Linked DNA regions of Mus musculus: all the other regions are linked to region 1. Evidence: chromatin contacts called from public HiChIP or PLAC-seq and promoter capture Hi-C data. All regions are on one chromosome and are shown on one strand. Each heading gives the region's core, a stretch centred on a gene start, on an enhancer-like site or on the middle of the called end of the contact. The rest is flanking DNA. Distances are from core to core; before and after follow the strand shown.

What was found. HiChIP or PLAC-seq counts read pairs in DNA pulled down with a chosen protein or histone mark. Capture Hi-C pulls out chosen DNA fragments and counts their contacts.
Region 2: a contact with region 1 is called in a promoter capture Hi-C map of pancreatic islet. The contact joins the promoter of Gpr45 here to the promoter of AI597479 in region 1. A contact is called at or near these places in 8 of 39 promoter capture datasets (the 3T3-L1 cell line, 3T3-L1-derived adipocytes, cranial neural crest and 5 more), 1 of 484 Hi-C or Micro-C datasets (cerebral cortex), 10 of 115 datasets of contacts at active chromatin or transcription factors (the 230-238 cell line, the SCID.adh cell line, bone marrow-derived macrophages and 4 more) and 3 of 9 other capture datasets (adipose tissue, liver and pancreatic islet).
Region 3: an H3K27ac HiChIP or PLAC-seq map of the NIH/3T3 cell line shows a contact between it and region 1, with 4 times the contacts expected there. The contact joins the enhancer-like site here to the promoter of AI597479 in region 1. A contact is called at or near these places in 8 of 39 promoter capture datasets (the 3T3-L1 cell line, 3T3-L1-derived adipocytes, cranial neural crest and 5 more), 1 of 15 datasets of contacts at CTCF or cohesin (the NIH/3T3 cell line), 15 of 115 datasets of contacts at active chromatin or transcription factors (the NIH/3T3 cell line, the SCID.adh cell line, cardiomyocytes and 9 more) and 2 of 9 other capture datasets (adipose tissue and liver).
Region 4: a contact with region 1 is called in an H3K27ac HiChIP or PLAC-seq map of heart atrium, with 6 read pairs. The contact joins the enhancer-like site here to the promoter of AI597479 in region 1. A contact is called at or near these places in 7 of 115 datasets of contacts at active chromatin or transcription factors (the SCID.adh cell line, embryonic stem cells, extraembryonic endoderm stem cells and 3 more) and 2 of 9 other capture datasets (adipose tissue and liver).

The regions. Positions count from the first base shown.
Region 1 is chr1:43,097,296-43,099,995 of GRCm38.p6, forward strand. It overlaps AI597479 (expressed sequence AI597479), which reads left to right and starts at 1,415. Exons shown (of 4, transcript NM_133818.1): 1 at 1,415-1,567. The coding sequence starts at 1,469. It also overlaps a transcript of Tgfbrap1 not described here.
Region 2 is chr1:42,951,562-42,954,261 of GRCm38.p6, forward strand. It overlaps Gpr45 (G protein-coupled receptor 45), which reads left to right and starts at 1,311. Exons shown (of 2, transcript NM_053107.4): 1 at 1,311-1,672. Gm39633 (a long non-coding RNA gene) reads right to left here and starts at 1,157. Exons shown (of 3, transcript XR_865396.3): 1 at 1,013-1,157.
Region 3 is chr1:43,263,175-43,265,874 of GRCm38.p6, forward strand. No RefSeq gene overlaps it. Among named protein-coding and RNA genes, the nearest start is that of Gm29040, 3.4 kb to the left of the region's middle. Within about 2 kb of position 1,422, at least 34 of the 459 cell types and tissues checked have an H3K27ac peak or open chromatin away from gene starts, as enhancers often do. A contact at or near this core is called in the NIH/3T3 cell line, the SCID.adh cell line and hippocampal neurons, where this site is marked.
Region 4 is chr1:43,246,360-43,249,059 of GRCm38.p6, forward strand. It overlaps Gm29040 (a long non-coding RNA gene), which reads right to left. Exons shown (of 3, transcript XR_003947809.1): 3 at 1,799-2,700. Among named protein-coding and RNA genes, the nearest start is that of Gm29040, 13 kb to the right of the region's middle. Within about 2 kb of position 1,377, at least 8 of the 459 cell types and tissues checked have an H3K27ac peak or open chromatin away from gene starts, as enhancers often do. A contact at or near this core is called in heart atrium, where this site is marked.

The DNA of each region.
Region 1 (2,700 bases), core at 165-2,664:
CAATTATTCTTCAGCAGTTTCCTGAAGAAACTGGCGTGAGACCAGCTCAGCTTACCCAGTGAAAACTGGGTTTGGTTGTAAGTTCAAGTTTCCTGCAAAACAGCTACTCTAGCAACTAGTATAACCTTATAGTGAAGGAAATGGAGCCAATGATGCCATCCATGCCAGACTCATTATTATACGACAATATAAAGGTTAATTTGAATATATACTAGCACAATAATGTTACAAAGCTAAGGCATTTAATCCCATTTGAGAACATTTGGCCCAGCTTTAAGACTTGTCCTTTCAGGGAAGGTCACTTAGATCAGCTTTCCAAACACAAAAATAAAAGGACTGGATTGAATATTTTTAAGCACTAACATTAAAATTTCCTCCCAGCTCTGTAATTGTTTCTTCCCTGAAAGCATCACATAAACTGGAAAATTTTACAAGATGTCTCTCATTACTAATTTAACATCTCATTTATTTTTCAGCACTCTTTCAAGCATATTTTTGGTAGACTCCTAGTAGTTCATATTTTCATAAACAATGCAACAGTTTCCAATAAAACGATACATTATAGAGCATACAAACTATGCTCTCATAACAGGTATGAAGTACAACCTTTTAATGTGCAAAAACTTGAGGACTCTGTCTCCTATGAATGATGAAAGAGATTTCTCACACAAATACTAGAATATAGTTGAAGCCTACAATATTTTGTTAAAGTAAAAACCACGACTTCATTGTAATTATTAGTAAGCGCAAAGGCAGTTTGCTTGGTTCCTGTCACTGCCAGTCTGTGATCTCCAATTATCCGTCCTATTGCTCATTTTCCTCATACCAGAAACAAGCATTCTAGTAGCACATCAGGCTGATCTGGGGAGTAGTGTAACAGTCGCTGGACTGGCGCTACTACTTTCTCTTATTATTTCCCACACGTAAGCTGGTCGGTTTAAAGATCTTTCCAGGGAACAATACTTGATGCTTACCATGTCCGAGGAGAGGGGATTACAGAGTGTTATTTGGGCTTACTTTATGTAGAAGGGAGATTAGGCAATAAACGATTGAGACATTGTAAAAAGCGAAAAGAAGCATGGCTTCAGACATGACAATGCCATCTGGGGTCACAGCTGTCTGCCCTCTTGTTCCATTCTGTCTCTCCACGCAGTCGGGAGAATCCCTGAGGCCTCTGCCATGGGACGTCACAGGGGGCGGGACCAATGGCGGCCAGCTCGCGTTGCTTAGCCTCCGGTGCTTTCGGCGCAGCCCGGGCAGGACTCTGCTCCGCTCTCAGTCCCAGTTCGTCCTCTTGGCTGAGGTGCGTCAGCCGAGTCGGCCAGCCATAAACTCTACTCTCTGGGAAAAGCATCGCGTCTCGGGCGCGCTGAGTGACACCAGAGTCCCGCCCCCTCACGTCACTTCCGCGACGCTTCCGCCGCAGTGCCTTGTGGGAGGCCGGCCAGGGGGTCTCCTGGCGACAACCATGGCGGGGGATGTGGGCGGTCGCAGCTGTACGGACGCGGAGCTGCTGCTGCACCCTGAGCTGCTATCCCAGGAGTTCCTCCTCCTCACCCTGGAGCAGGTGGGGCGCTCGGGCCGACCGAGGACGGACGGGCAGCCGGGGACAGGCAGGCCTGCGGGAGGCTCGTGGCCGCTCCCCGCCCACACTGATCGGATGGGGCTTGCCTCCCTTGATCCCCAAAGGAAGCCTCCAGAGAGTGACTGGAACCCCCGGGAAATCCTCTAGAGCTCGGAAAGGGTGTGACAGACGACCTCCGCTGCCTGTGTGCAAGCAACGGCCTGCGGAAGAGATAGACTAGAAGAACAGACCGGGAGGGAAGAAGTCTGGGGCAATCAGGGCTGGATCCAAAACATCTGAAAATTAGTCTGTTAGGTAGCTTCTCGCCTCTCTTAGAGACAGACACTCGGGTCTCAGAGAGATGGACCTACTTCTTAAGATCATTATCAGGACACAGTAACCGTTTGGAGAACTTAAAGCACCTAGCTTTCCAGGTGGTGCATGCACCCCCCCCCGCCCCCCGCCGCCCCTGCGGTGTGACCTAAGATAATAGCAGATCATAAAAGAAAAGTGTGATGTTTTATTTAAAATGGCAGAACTGCTGAAAGTTTCTTTAGAGTTTTATGTGGCACGTTTTGTATTCCATGTGGTTTTGCCCCCCCAGTACCGTATCTTTCTCTAATTTCTTGAAGTTCTCAGTCACTATTTTAATAATGACTTTTAACCTGTGATTCTCAATCTTTTACTCACACCAGGATAATCAAAGGCTTACTAAAACATGTTATTGAGCCCCATCATCTGCTTCTCATTAAGTTCGTTCCAAATGTGCCCTGATACTGTATTTTAACGAGTTCTTGCTGATGACCCAAGGACAGCACTTGTAAGCACTGCTGCCAGAAGGCAGCCCCTTCAGTGCCATCCAAGCAGATGACATCCTCTGGGAATGTTGTCCAAGTGTATTCAGATACTCCCATCCCAGAGTAAATGCAAGTTGAAAGCCAGCAATATACTGTATGAAAGAGGAATAAGATGATTCAACAACTTAAAAATGAAATCAAACTAAACAGCTGGCATTGTTTTTGTTTTTTTTCCATTTTTGCAAAGCATACGTTTCCCCAATTTTTCCTGTGTGTTTTTGCAATATTGTGCTCCAAGATGTTGAGACAGAACTGGGATATGAGAGAGAATAAGTTATT
Region 2 (2,700 bases), core at 61-2,560, 150 kb before region 1:
CCGCATCTTCTCAACCTTTCTAGGCCAAGCATTCTGCATGCACAAATGCCTCTCAGACAGACTCCATCCACACTCCTAGTTTCTCCCATGAGAAAACAAGGCTCAGAGTTGTCAAGTCATTGGCCTGAGGGCACACAGCTGAAAAGAGGTGAAAGACAGAAAGCCCGATAGTCTGAGACCAGAGTCTTCATCTCGATCTATTTACCTATCTTCTGCATAGCACAGCTCTGCAAGACACTCACCAAAGGGCACCCCTCTGCTTTGCCAACATGAGGCACATAGTAAACCCTCAGATGGCCCGAGTCTGTCCCTAGCATGCTGCCTACCGAGGAACCAATAGGCCATGCATCTTATGCTGTGTGTGGCCCTAGGACTCCAACCCAATCAGTGAGGAATCTGGTTCTCTTAGTAGCTGCCCAGCTTCCCCGTCAAGACTCCAAGGATCAGCAAGGAACACCTCAGCCGACCTCTATGGCTTGTAATCTGCACTTGGGTTCACTGAGGTAAGAACTGAAGCTCTTGGAATTTAAGGCGACATCCTGCTTGTTCTTTTTTTTTTTTTTTTTCCTGGAGGGACAGGCATCAGTCAGTCACATTTGGCAAGGAATTTGGGAGACAGTCGCAGCAATCTGGCCTTTGGTGGATCATTGTTGATTAGCTCATGGTATATAGGTTCCCACCTAAGCCAAACAGCACAAGTGAATGAAGCCTGGGGCCTCAGGGAAGCTCCGACAACTAGAGCCATGTTTTCAACTGGAGTGGATGAAAGATTGGAAAATTCTGGCCTGCCTTGAGGTTGAAGATGGTTTGTTTCACTATTCCCCTTTGACTTCACACACACACACACACACACACACACACACACACACACACACACACACACACACACTGAAAAGTTTTCAGAATATGAAAAAAAATCAAAATCACTCTTGTCACCAAGATGCAAATGACTGAGTCAAGCCATGGAGTTACTTTTCCCAAAGAGTCGCCCATGGGAGACTCAAGATCTCACCTGCCCAATTGTCATCCTTAGTGGTCCGCTAAGTACTAGGGTCCGTGCTAGAGAGGAACAGGTGCCCAACAGGGTGGTTCACAAAGGGCCCCGACCCTCCATCACCTCTCAGCTGGCTCTCCCTCACCAGAGCCTCCGGGCACTTAACCTTCAGGTCTGTTCATCGGAGGAGGTGGATAGGGTTGGCTGGTCTGGGGTAGAGGTCTGTAGGAAAGTGGGCGCGGGTTGCTGGGAGCCGCGCAGTTGAGGCGGGGAGTCTAGCAGGTTCCTAGGGTTGCCCGCAGACGCGGGGGTGGGTGGAGACGATCACGATTGAGTAGGAGCACACAGGCGCACTCACTGCCTTCCTCCTTCCCTTCCTCTTCCTCCCACCCCGCCCCAGGGGGGGCGGTACCCTGGTCCCTAGGGGAGGTCTGCACCCCCGGAGGGTGGCGGCCCCCGAGGAGGGCTGGGGTTGGGACTGCTGCGGCGGGTGGCAGACGCCGCGGGCCCCTCCCCCACGCTCCCTCGCTGCCTCCCCCTGCTCCCTGCCCCTCCTCCTCTCCATCCTCCCCTTCTTCCTCCTGGTCCCCGGCAGCCGCGGCTAGGGGAACAGCCGGCGGCACCGGGGCCGCTCAGCCTTTGTCTCGGGCCGCTGGGCGCATCCGGGCCCAGTGCAGCGTAAGTGACCGGGGCCAGGGCCGGGCCGCGGGGGGCTTGGTGGGGCGGGCCCTGGCGCGGGTGCTGCCTTGCGGGGTGGAGTGCGGCGGAGGGGAGGCCGGGCCGGAGGAGCCTCGGCTGTGATGCTCGGGCGGCGCCAGCGCGGGGGCGCAGAGGGGCGCGTGGCCGGCTCGCGGGGCGCCGCAGCCTCGCGCCCGCGGACGTGCGGCTTGGGTGCAAATCCTGTTTCTCCGGGCAGAGGCCACGCGGGGACGGCGGAGGCTGCGAGGACCTGCAGTCATGGAAAAACGGGAGAGGAGCCGGCCCAGCGTCACCACCGCCACTGTCACCACCATCACCATCACCACCACCATTTCTGATCGTCGCCCATCCCACTACCCCGCCTCATCCCCCATCTCATCTCCCCGTGTACTGCCAACTCTGTCAGACCATTTCCTTTACATCGGGTAATACTTAGACAAGAGATCGCAAGTGAGAGCAGCTGCTGTGGGACGTTCATCCAACAGGCCACTGAGCTGCCTCGGTTTTCCCCATCAGAGAAAGGGGCCTTAGGACGCCTTCCCCAGATTGCCACTGAGGTGGGCTGGGTGTCTGTTTAATCTGGATTTTAGAAGGGACAGAGAGACATGTCATTTGTTAACGATGAAAGTGACACCAGGGTAATGGCTTCATCAAACCAGAGGTTTGCAGTTTGAGAGTTCATCTCTTATCTTTTAAGTATCAAAGTATTAATAGAAAATGAAAACGTAAAGAAATGAAACTTTGACCGAACTGTTCCGAAAAAAAAAAGAAGCAGAAGCAAGTATTTTGTAGGAAATTCACTTCAGCTTGCTAAGGGCAGTTCACTTTGTTTAGAGTGGACAGTGTCCTTTTTTTTTCTTTTTTTCTTTCTTTTTTTTTTTTTGTGCTGCATTTCTGATGAAGCTCATTTTATTTTAGAGGCATACCATATACCCCTAGGTGCTGTTCACCCCACCTGAACAGCGTCTTAATTACTGGGTTTCAAAACAGCCTTTTGCCAGCTCAGC
Region 3 (2,700 bases), core at 172-2,671, 170 kb after region 1:
AGTCACTATAGAGGTCATGTGCAGTCACTATGGAGGTCATGTCATGTGCAGTCACTATGGAGCTCATGTGCAGTCACTATGGAGGTCATTTGCATTTCCTCAAAGTACTAGAACACTAATGCTTTGGTACACCCAATCACAGACTCCAAGGAACATACCCAAAGCATTGGAAGTCAGCATCTCACACAGCGCTTGTACATCTGTGCTTATTGCGGCATTATTCACATAGCCATGAAATAGAACCAGTCTTGATGTCCATCAAAGGATGAATGAATTCAGAAAATGTAGTTCATATATACGATGGATGGCTTTTAGCTGTAAAGAAAAATGAAGCCAGAACACTGGCAAGAAAATAGCCAGAGTGAGAAAGACAAGTAATGTGTCGCATTTTCTTTCGTATATGGAATATAGATGTGTGTGTGTGTGAAACAGGGACAAACGGACAGACAGAGAGATAGAGGCAAAGACAGAGAGAGGACACACCAAGGGAAGACGTCTTTGGGAGGAGAATGAAGGAGAAAATAGAGGGTAGTGGAATTTGTGAAACGCAATAGAAAGACTGTGAAAGGAGGGTTCCTAGCAGCGTGATGTGAGGAGGACAAGGGAAGACCGTTCAATAGAGGAACAACTGAGAACTAAGTACCCTGAAGTCCAGGATTTTGCATGGTGGCCTAAAATGTTATTAAACCCACACCTCTTAGAGCTATTAGGAACTGATGGATGCTGGGGGCCAGGAATTATTTTTCTCCAGTAGTGTAGCCACGGTAAACTGCTCATCTTTCTACAAATGACTCTTCACTCATTCCCTGAAACCACTCATGATTAAACTTGTTTGGGAAGGACCCCCAGATGGAATAGAGAGTGACCGGAAGTAGCCAAATTACATCACTGCATGAAATTATTGAGAACAGACAGAAAACATTGTTTAAAAACAATTTTAAAAATTGCTGAAAAAGAAAATACTAAAATACTGCCCAAACCAATAAGTATAAATAATTAAGAGTCTAAATTATTTCCCTAAAATTATTACAAATAGTGAACATACCATTGAAACATCAGTTTGGAAACTATGCATGCTCACACACTATAGAAATGATAGGCCAATAGATCATATCATTGTTTTAAATTTAAAAACCTGGCCATTTGCAGTATGGATTCTATCACAGCTATCCTTACATTCATTCAGCTGTCTGTGGATAAATCAGGCCCCAGCTAACCAGATCATGCCTTTAGATTGCCTGGGACAGATTACAACAAGGTACTCCTTTCACTGTGCTATATTCTAGCACGAAAGGGCATTCCTCAAAATATATTGGGCTGATGGGAACAGAAAAGGAAAATGCTGCTATAGAAAGCCAGTGGTGAGTCTGGGATTTTTTAAAGCACCAAAGAAAAGCCAACCCCACCCCCTTGTGGACATAAAGGTCATTACACTTTTTCTGTGCACGAGGTGCAGCCAGCCATCTTTGGACAATGAACAAGCATAAGTTCCTCATTATTCCGAGTATCCCTTTGCCTTGCCTTCCTCCTTATTCCCACAGACACACCCCTGCGTCCAGCTGCAAAAGCAGGCTTTCTCCCAGCCAGTCCAGGCTCTCCCCTGCCTCTTTTCTGTTGTGCATGCCTGGGTGACTTGTCAGCTGACCAAGCAGGTTAATAACCTGCAGTTGAAGGACTGTAGACTCCGGGTATGGGAGAAACCTTGAAAGTCTTTAGTAGCACTCTAACATCTCTCTAGCTTGAGAGAAAAGGGCTACATGGACTTTGAGGGTATCAGCTGGAGCCCCAAGCCCTTGGCATAGGTTTTCTTGGTCTCTATTACATCTCAATTTCCTCGGTCCCAGGTTCTGACAATTTTCTGCTTAGTGTTTGCTCTCAGAATCTCAGCACCACACATAAGGGAAGAATCACTTCCACTTGTTAATGCCTCACCTTAAATGGCTTTTTCATTATATACGGGGAAATATTACCATTTATTATCATATATAAGATTCATATACATATATGGTATATATGTAGTACATACACATATATGTTCTTTCTGAGTATGCATATTTTAATATAAAATGACAACAATAGAGAGTGTTATCATAGGAGATGAGCTAAAAGGAAAACTGCCAGCACAGTGAGCAGGAAGCAGCCTTCAGCCGTTCTGCAGACCACCAACTCCCAGCTGGTCAGTGACCCCAGGAGATACTTCATGATGCTACTTCATCATATGAACAAACAAATAAAATCACAACACTGGTCTTGTTTCATCTTCAAGATCAATTCCATTCCTCTATCATGCAATGCCTCGGTTTTGTTTTTTTAGCTATTTTTGTTTGTTTGAGTTTGGCTTTTTGACACAAGGTCTCCCTATGCACCCTTGGCTGTCCAGGACTTAGACATGTAGACCAGGTTGGCCCCCTACTCATAGAGATCCTCCAGCCTGTGGTTAAAGACACACGCCCCTTTGCCCAGCCTATCTTTGGTTCTAATAACACCTTCTTTTTCTAAATAGTCTTTAACCATCAAATTAACTCAAAGTCTACTATAGAATGACCTAGTTAGTATTCGATGAGTAAAGGAATTTGGGGGTTCAGATGTCAGGGTTGAGATCAGCTTGTCAGAGGCTGGCAGAGTTCCAAGAAATTTTCCTAACTTGGCGTACCTAGTGTGCAGTACCAGGGGGCTGTGTTAACATACTCAGTGTGCTAA
Region 4 (2,700 bases), core at 127-2,626, 150 kb after region 1:
GGGTTGCTTCAAATTTCTGGACAGCCTGAACCACATAGAGAGATCAGCATAAACTACAGAGCTAGATGATCAACAACAGAATGAATGAATGACTGAATAAAAATATTCCTGGCTGATTTATTGTTTTCCAGTGTTAGGAATCAAACTCGGGGCCTAAAGCATGCTAGATAAATTATCTATGAATTATGTACACATGCTTTTTTATGACATTTTAATCTTGACTTCCGGAGGCTGACTTAGAAGAAAATATGTTTGTTGTTGTGGAAAAGAAGCTTAAGGCAGAAAGTGGGGTAGAAATCTTAGAAGTCATCCCTGAAGACTTCTAAGATGAGGAATCTTGCCCCGGTGACTTGAGGGCATCATGGAGGGCTTGCTGTGTGCTAGCACCACAGGACATGACCGCTTTCCATATATTATATTCAATCTTCAAATCACACACACACAAGATTTAACATTTTGTGTGTGTGCATGCAAACTCAAGCATGCACACATGTATGCTACTGAGTGTACACGGTTCCCAGGAGTCAGAGGGCAACTTGTAGGGGCTAGTTCTTCCTTTCCACCTTGCGAATTCCAGGGCTTGCACTCTATTCGCCAGGCTTGGTGGCAGGCATGTTTACCAACTAAGCCATCTTTCTGGCCCTAGTCTCCAAATCAATAATGTAGTGGAAGCAGGCTCTGAGAAGTCAAGTAAGCTGGTCTGGTCTATGTTGGAAGTGATAGGGCTAGACTTCAAGGCTAGGTTTGGCTGACTCCTAACCCATGACTTGCAATGCTGTTCAGTCCTCAAACTGGAGTCTAAGGCATTTCCTCAGGTGAGGTAATGGTCTGTCGTCATTTGAATCAAATGCCACCCCCCTGAATAGATCTAGAAGATGTGGTTTTCTGGAGAAAGGATATCACTGGAGGTGAGCTTTGAGAGCATAAAGACTTATACCATTGTACCATTTCTAGTTCACTCTCTGCTTCCTGCTTGAGGTTGACAGCGTGACCTCCATTTCCAGCTCCAACCGCCACGCATTTGCTCTGTCCATCATGGATGCTAATCCTGATGGAACCGTAAGCCCAGATTCACTCCTTCATCTGTAGGTTGTCACAGTCATAGTATTTTGTCACAGCAATAGAGAAGTAATTTAGTGTCCTTCAGAAAGAAGAGGTAGAGATGAGCTAAGGTTTTTAATGTGATTATTTGGGAAAATTGTTCTTATATTTTATACTTGAGGACTTCTGGGACACATTGGAGCAACACCAGCTCTTAATGGAGCCTCCTCTGACATCACGTGCCCTTCCTATTTTCAGATGTAGTTTTAGTGAGAGGAAGGCTGACCTCTCCTCAGAAAGGCACTGGCTCTGACCTGCCTGTTATCTGAAGCCCTGCTTTCACAACTCCACACTTTTGGTCTCTCCATCAGTAGCTGTCTGCTGGGAGTTCTCATCTGGCTGCTTTGTTCATGGTGCTTCAGAGGTGATGAGCTGTGTGTGAGGCCCCTTCAGATCCAGGGCCCAGGAGGGACATTCCACAACAGGGCCTGTGGGCAGAAACAAGAGACTTCTGGAGGATTTAGGGGTTTGCTATAAGAGGGAGGTGTGCACATGGAAACCAACCAACATGTTTGTGACTGTACTTTAGGCAGCACCAGAAGGACAGGGCAAGCCTGCACTGATTTGGATGGCTTGGAGTTTTCAATTTTCAGATTTTTTTCCCTGTTGCTATTTCATGTATTCAGACTTGAGAATTGCTTACTAAGCTGAGTTGGAAACTTATATTTGAAGTGGCAGGAGACCCCCTAGGTAAGAGCAGGACCCTGCTACTCTAATAGATGTATGATCCATTTTTTCCCTTGTATAAAAAAATTCAAGGTTCCAATTGGAGCCTTAGTAGGAAGATGTAAAATTCCAGTACAAAATCATGCTTGCTGGCCTCTTGTGTCTTGACAGTATATTGTAGTGCAAGTCAGATAAGTTCCTCTGGTGGTAGACAGTTCTTGAAAGTACCCCAAGGGGTAGAGACAGAACAGTTGCTTCTGGAAGCATCTTAGACTATGGTTTTCCAGTCTGAACAAGAATGTATCTACAACGAAACATTTGCAGTTAGCTGGGCAGCAGGCACATCCAAGACCACTCATAACCTGGACGGGCAAATGGATGTGTCCTAACTTTTAGCCATAGAGGGGAGGTGACAGTCCCAGCTGAAATTATAAATAGTTAGTATACTTCTCTGAAGAGAGGCAATCTGTGGCTATCTCAAGTTGCAAGTTAGCAGAGTTCATAGGAAAGCAAAGTTTCCAGTTGCCCTTTTGATAAACACATTCTTGGAAAGGGCTACCTACTGAGGGACCCTGGGGAAGATATTTTGAGCAGTCTGAGGCTGTCTGTCTGCACTCTTTGTTCTCACAGTTTGAAGTCCTTTCCAGTTTAATTATCAGGAATGAGGAGTTAGCATCCAACTGGCAGTTTTGATCAATATCTGTCAGCTAGGATCTGGTGGGCACCAGAACATGAAACATCCCAAGGCCTTCACTGCCCTATCCTCTGGTCACAGGGATACGAGGAGTTCATAGAGGTGTTTATCAGTGCCCACTAACATGGATTTTTGCTTTGTCTCTTTTTATTAGTCCTTCCATCTATACTGTCCTGACCCCAGCATGCGGCACACACAGTCATACCTGCTGCTGAAGTTAAGGACGTTTAATATATAGT